Linked DNA regions of Ovis aries: region 2 is linked to region 1. Evidence: chromatin contacts called from public Hi-C data. All regions are on one chromosome and are shown on one strand. Each heading gives the region's core, a stretch centred on a gene start, on an enhancer-like site or on the middle of the called end of the contact. The rest is flanking DNA. Distances are from core to core; before and after follow the strand shown. Region 1 overlaps SGMS1 (sphingomyelin synthase 1). Region 2 holds the start of SGMS1 (sphingomyelin synthase 1).

Region 1 (3,034 bases), core at 166-2,665:
ACTTTTTTTGCGTCCTTGTTCCATGTGACCAGGCAGTTCTCTGTTCATCTGTGGTCCATTTCTTGTGCTCTGTCTGTGGGTGCCCTCTCTACCTGCGACAGCCCCCAGAAGTTGAGGAGGCCCTTTTCCACCTTTGTTGGATGTTCTTAGTTCCTGTGTCTTAAGGAGATCTTGATCAGTTTTCTTATGATATCTGTTGGTTTCTCATGCAAATTCAAGTCATCATGGCCCATCCTGCTTCACCAGAATTCTAGGAAATTTATAGATTAAGTTGCTTGAGCTATAATTTTTTTAAGAATTCTTGATTGTGACACCCAAAAGGAGAGTGAAGGTGGTATGATCTTTTTTTTCTATATCTTTTTTCAGAAAATTCCTAGTTTCTTCCTATAGCCTTACTTTGACTCTTTTACTCTAATGAATACTAAAGTATGGAGCTAGTTTTAAAATATTAATTTTGCTAAGGATTCCTGCATTTTCATAGAAGTCTCTTAAAGGCTTTAGGAGTTGAAGTTCTGTGTCTCATGCACCTGTGATAAATGGTGAGCCAATATTTATGATCAGGTACGTTGTATGGAAACTCCTAATTCACTCACGTAGGCTGGTCTCACTGTAGAACGTGACAGCAAGTGGTGCCTAGGTTGTGTGCAGAGAATAGTGGTAGATGGGGCGAGACCAAGAGGTGGAAGACATGCTGGGAGGACTTTTCTACATTACGCCACGACCCTTATCTCTTTGCTGTGTTCAAGGGCCTTGTGACATCCCTGTATTAGGGCCTATCAGAATCATTCCATCTGTTGCTCTTAATGTAAGCATAACCACACATTAAGATAAAGACTAGCAAATTGAGCATCAGCAGCTTAATAATTAAGAAAATACGTCTTTGCTGGCTCTTTGAACTAACTAATATAGATAGCCCCTACAAGAGAAATAGCTGTAGGCTTTTTAATGAATGACATGATTTTAATGCATGACACTAAGCGCCTGTCTTAGAGCTATTAGCTGTCATAATTTATCAAGTCTCATGTTAAAAGCCATGATTCAGAGAGGCAAGCATGAACTTTTCCACTTGCCTTACCTTGCTGAGGTCATTTTAAATGTCCTAAGTTAGAAATTGGGTAAAGATATTTAGTTTGCCAAACTGAAAATAAAAGAATATGACATTTAGCTTAGAGTTGAAAGTAGATTTTTTTTTGCTTCTAAGTCACAGTACTACTGTAATGTAATAATAGTAATTTTCATTTATTGAGTGAGTATTATATGCCAGAAAACTAAGTGCTTTTTATACATAATCTTATCTAATCCACAGAGCAACTCTATGAAGATAGTCCCATTTTACAGATGAGACAGCTGAGTTACAAAGAGGATAAATGCCTTGACTGAGGTCATACAATAAACTGGTAAATGTTAGAGCTGGCATTTGAACTGAGGTGGTTTAACCCAGGTCCAGATTCCTGACCACTGGCTCAACCTGTTTCCCTTAAATGGATGATGAAACCTCACTTTGTCATTGTTTGGTTGCTAAGTCATGTCTGACTCTTTTGCAACCCCATGGACTGTAGCCTGCCAGGTTCCTCTGTCCATGGAACTTTCCAGGCAAGAATACTGCAGTGGGTTGTCATTTCTTTCTCCAGGTGATCTTCCAGACCCAGAGGTGGAACCCATGTCTCCTGCATTGACAGGTGGATTCTTTACCACTGAGCCACCAGGAAAGCCTGGAAACCTCACTAGCTAAGGCTAACTGTGACCTATTGTGGACAGGGCTAATTTAACTTCACTTAGGAATGTTTAACCTCAGCAAAGAGCACAGCATCGTGATAGGTGCTGTGGCTGTATTACTTTTCTATGGCTGCTGTAATGAATTACCACAAACTTGGCGACTTAAACAACACACATTTATTTTCTTTCAGTTCTGGAGGCTAAAAATCCAAAATGCATTTCACTGGGCTGACCTCAAGGTGCTGGCAGGGCTGTGTTCCCCCCTGGAGGCCCCAGGAGACAGGCAGTCCCTTGGCTTTTCCAGCTGCTGGTGGCTGCTGACACTCCCTGGCTTGTGGCCTCTGTCCTCTGGTCTCTGCCTCCTGGTCATGTTTCCTTTCCTTCCGTCCACTGTCCGATCACCCTCTGCCTCTTTTTTATAAGGATACCTTTGTTTGCGTTTAGGGCCCATCCAGATAATTTTCCCATCTCAAGAACCTTAATCACACATGCAGAGTCTTTTTTTTTCCATTAAGGTAACATCGAAAGATTCTTGGGATTGAAACATAGATGTCTTTGGGTGGGGGAGCCTGCATTATTCAGCCACGGTGACAAATAGAAAGAATTAGAACTTTCAGTCCACCTTGTAGGAGTATGCTTAATTTCAACAATTCCCTAACTGTTCTGCAGGACACAGATGCTAAAAATGTGAAAAAAATTTCATGGTCTAACAGATTTGAGAGTTATTGTATAATATATCCCTCTTTAAGGAGATTCACAATGTACAATGTAGGCTTTGACAATTTCTAGGACAGAGGAAGTTGCTTAACTTAGTTGAACCCAGAATTCCTTAGACATAATTGATTAAGAAGCACTTCTTTTTAAGGGTACACCTATTAACATGCCATGATGTACTTCTAACACACTTTAGGAAGTATAGTACTAATAAGTAGGTACTAGTATTTATTACCTGCTAGTCTTTGGAAGGCATGGGGGAATGTCTTTACTGACTTTGTGTTACTTAATAACTTAAACATACTTGGAATTGATTTGAAAGAACTACTCTGAACAAATACACATCACTGAATGATACCCTGATGATTTTTAATATTTTCACTGATATTGTGCCAGATGAGTTACAAGGGACCGGATGGAGTTACGATAAGGGAGGAATTTTTCTTGTGTGGAATGATCTGAAGACCCTTCCCAGGAAAGGGACCTTAATTTGTCTAGCTGGAGGAGAAGCAGGGGTGCCTCCATGTAGGAGCAAAGAGCTTAGCCAAAGGAAGGAGGGCTCATCTGGAGAGAAGGGTCAGGGGGTCTGTGGATTATGCCTTGA
Region 2 (3,034 bases), core at 310-2,809, 71 kb before region 1:
GTGGTGTTGGATAAGACTCTTGAGAGTCTCTCGGACAGCAAGGAGATCCAACTAGTCCATCCTAAAGGAAATTAGTCCTGAATATTTGTTGGAAGGACTGATGTTGAAGCTGAAACTCCAATACTTTGGCCACCTGATGGGAAGAACTGACTCACTGGAAAAGACTCTGATGCTGGGAAAGATTGAAGGCAGGAGGGGAAAGGGACAGCAGAGCATGAGATGGTTGGATGGCATCATCAGCTAAATGGACCTGAGTTTGAATAAGCTTCCAGAGTTGGTGATGGACAGGGAAGCCTGGTGTGCTGCCGTCCATGGGGTCGCAGAGTCGGACACGACTGAGCAACTGAACTGAACTGAAAGACTCCTTGACACATGTCAACACCATCTGCTTCCTTGAATGGCATTTTCTAGAAGTCCTAAGTCTGGCCATTCTGCATAAACAGCACTTCAGATAAGTCAGCCAGCAGTCTTCTGGCACTTCCTCAGTTTGAAAAATTTACATCACAAGAAAGCAAGCCTTTCTTGCACTTCTTTGGTGCAAACTGATGAAAATATTCAATAGGGCTACTATGACTCAAAGAGCTTTGCCCTCTGTACACTCAAAAGATGTTGCTGAACTGAATTGCAGTTTTTATTTTAAACCCCTATGTGACAAATGTACTTTTAAAAATCTCCCTGAAAGAGCAGTATAGTGACGTAACAGTGAAGCATCCACAGTGAAGGGTGCGATTAAACGCCGGCACTGGGTCACACTCTCTGCCCAGTTCACCCTCTTCTGGGGCAAAATTTCAATGCCTCGTTTATAAAGTGAGGAGCCCTAAAATTTAGTTGAAATAAAGCAGTATAATGTTCACCAGAACCAGCTGGAGGACTTAACTGAGGTGGCAGGATACCTCCTCTCCCCCAGTAGTGTTTCTGATTCAAAACGCTGGAGGTCTAGCATTTCGCATTTCTAACAAATTCTCGGGTGATGGCGACTCATCTGGTCCTAAGGCCACAGGGACCCCAAGTGGTTCGTGGCAGGACATCAATAAAGGTTCGCTATTCCAGCTGTGCACCGGCAGGGGCTCGGGGATATTACATCTCAGGGACAGCGATGGCCTCTGTCCAGACGTTCCCAGCGACCCACTACGTCTCCGCAGGGAACAGATCAGAAGAGGGAAGCAGCTGGAGCAACGGCGTCACTGCCTTACAGAAGGGGGCCCCTTTCTCCAACTTGCGCCTCTGGGAAAAAGCACAGGCCATCCACCCCCGGAGTCCTGCCCTCTCGATTTCACAGCCGTTTGTTTTTAGCCCTCGCGGGAGTCTGTCCTCTCAGAAACCTAGGGCCAGAGCCCGGAATCCAGCGCCCTCGGGCGGGGCGGAGGCAGGTGCGGAGCAGAAGCTGGAGCCCGGCGTGAGGGCGTGGCGGGGAGCCGAGCTCTCTGCTCCCATCCTGCCAACTCTCCGGCCCGTCCCGACTGCCCACCGACCGAGGGCCCAGCGGAAGATGGCTGCCCGGAGCGCCGCGGACAGTCACGTGTCACGGCGATACCGCCGCACGCCCCCTCCCCCGCTCGCCGAGTCCCGGACCCCGCGGGTCGCGCAGCCCTAGGCTGCCTCTCCGCCACCCGGGTACCGAGCGGTACAGACAGAAGGGAACATCCCACTGCAGAAAGCCGAGAGCTCGCCCGGGCGTCCGCTCCCCGGGCGCAGGAGTCCACCTCTGGCAGCCGGAAAAAACCTTCCTTCGAGCGACCTGCACCAGGTCGGGCCACTGGGCATGCGCAGTGCTCCGGCCCGCGTGCGCCGGCTCTCCAGCTTTTTCCCGCAGCTCCGTCGGGTCGGCAGGAGGTGGGGCCGGGAAGGGGCGGGCCCGAGTCTCCCCCCTCCAATTGAAGGTACTCCAGGCCTTGCTCGCCTTCGCTCCCTGTTTTTGGGGAGTCTGTGAATAGAGGTTTGAGGATGAACCTTAGAGTGTGAGGTCCGCCATTTAAATTTTGTTTGTTTGTTTGTCTTTATGATCAATCACGAGTTAATTCCAAGTGCTGTACTCCTAGGCTCGGTGGGAAAGAGAATCCTCTGGCAGCCAGCAAACTCGTGCCTGCGAACCGGGTCTCCAGGAGGCCGAATTTGCGTTCTCTGCTCTGACCGGCTACAGCTCTTCAATTCTGGTTTTGCTCCAAGTGGAATACTGTCCCCACGCGTAAAAGCTGGCTTTCGTCCGGCCTCACTAAACGGCCCCCGAAAAATGTGCAAGCAAGGCCTCTCTCCTCGGAGGAGAAAACGCCCGCCTCCCGAGTTTTCAGCTACTTGAAAATGAAATAACAGGGTGCCAAGCCTCGCTTGCCCCTAGGTGCGCAGTCTGGCCGGAGTCCTGCTGGGTCCGGGGACGAGCTCCCTGCAGACCCCGCCCGCCTGCCCCGCCCTCCCAGCTGCCGCGAACACCCGGAGGAGCGGATTTGCGTAGCGCGGGCAGCTGGGCCGGCTCGGGCAGCGGACTGGGCATGCTCGGCAGCCCGGGAGGCTCGCGGTGGCTAGTCGGAAGCGTTCGCACCAGCTAGGCAGTGGCCGGGGCAGCGGCGGCGGCAGCGAGGGGCAGCACGGGAGCGGGAAGGGCCGGCCAGGGAAGGCTGCTCTCTCCTAGCGCCCGACGAGCCGGACAGAGAGCGCAATCCGGGTACGGAGCCCCAACGCTGCCCTGCCCCGGATTTCATTCCGCGGCTGGGGGCTCGGCGAGCGGAATTCCGGCGGCTGCCGCGACTCCGGTGCAAGTGAGTCGGGCGGCGGGAGAGAGCCGATCGCTGGGGAGCAGATCGGACACCCACCTCCGGGGTCTGGCTTGACGCCAGGAAAGGTGTGCCGGCAACCCTGGGGCGAGGGGGCGTGAGCGCAGCCGGCTCAGCGCCTGGCGAGTACCTGGCTGGCACTCCCCCCGCGCCGCCGCTCGGGGGGCGGGGGGCGGTCCCGCAGCTGTTCTCGGGGCCACGAGGGGGCGGGCCGCCTGCGGGGCTCCCGGACCTAGTTGGGGCGGGGAGAAAGGCGGGGGCGTCAG

What was found. A called contact is a pair of places that touch in the nucleus more often than the background predicts.
Region 2: a contact with region 1 is called in a Hi-C map of liver, with 1.7 times the contacts expected there. The contact joins the promoter of SGMS1 here to the enhancer-like site in region 1. A contact is called at or near these places in 2 of 16 Hi-C or Micro-C datasets (blood and liver).

The regions. Positions count from the first base shown.
Region 1 is chr22:8,735,517-8,738,550 of ARS-UI_Ramb_v3.0, reverse strand. All of the region lies in intron 2 of SGMS1 (sphingomyelin synthase 1), which reads left to right. It overlaps LOC132658440 (a long non-coding RNA gene), which reads right to left. Exons shown (of 3, transcript XR_009598091.1): 3 at 1,716-3,034. Among named protein-coding and RNA genes, the nearest start is that of SGMS1, 71 kb to the left of the region's middle. Within about 2 kb of position 1,415, at least 4 of the 54 cell types and tissues checked have an H3K27ac peak or open chromatin away from gene starts, as enhancers often do. A contact at or near this core is called in liver, where this site is marked.
Region 2 is chr22:8,806,432-8,809,465 of ARS-UI_Ramb_v3.0, reverse strand. It overlaps SGMS1 (sphingomyelin synthase 1), which reads left to right and starts at 1,559. Exons shown (of 10, transcript XM_060404923.1): 1 at 1,559-1,747.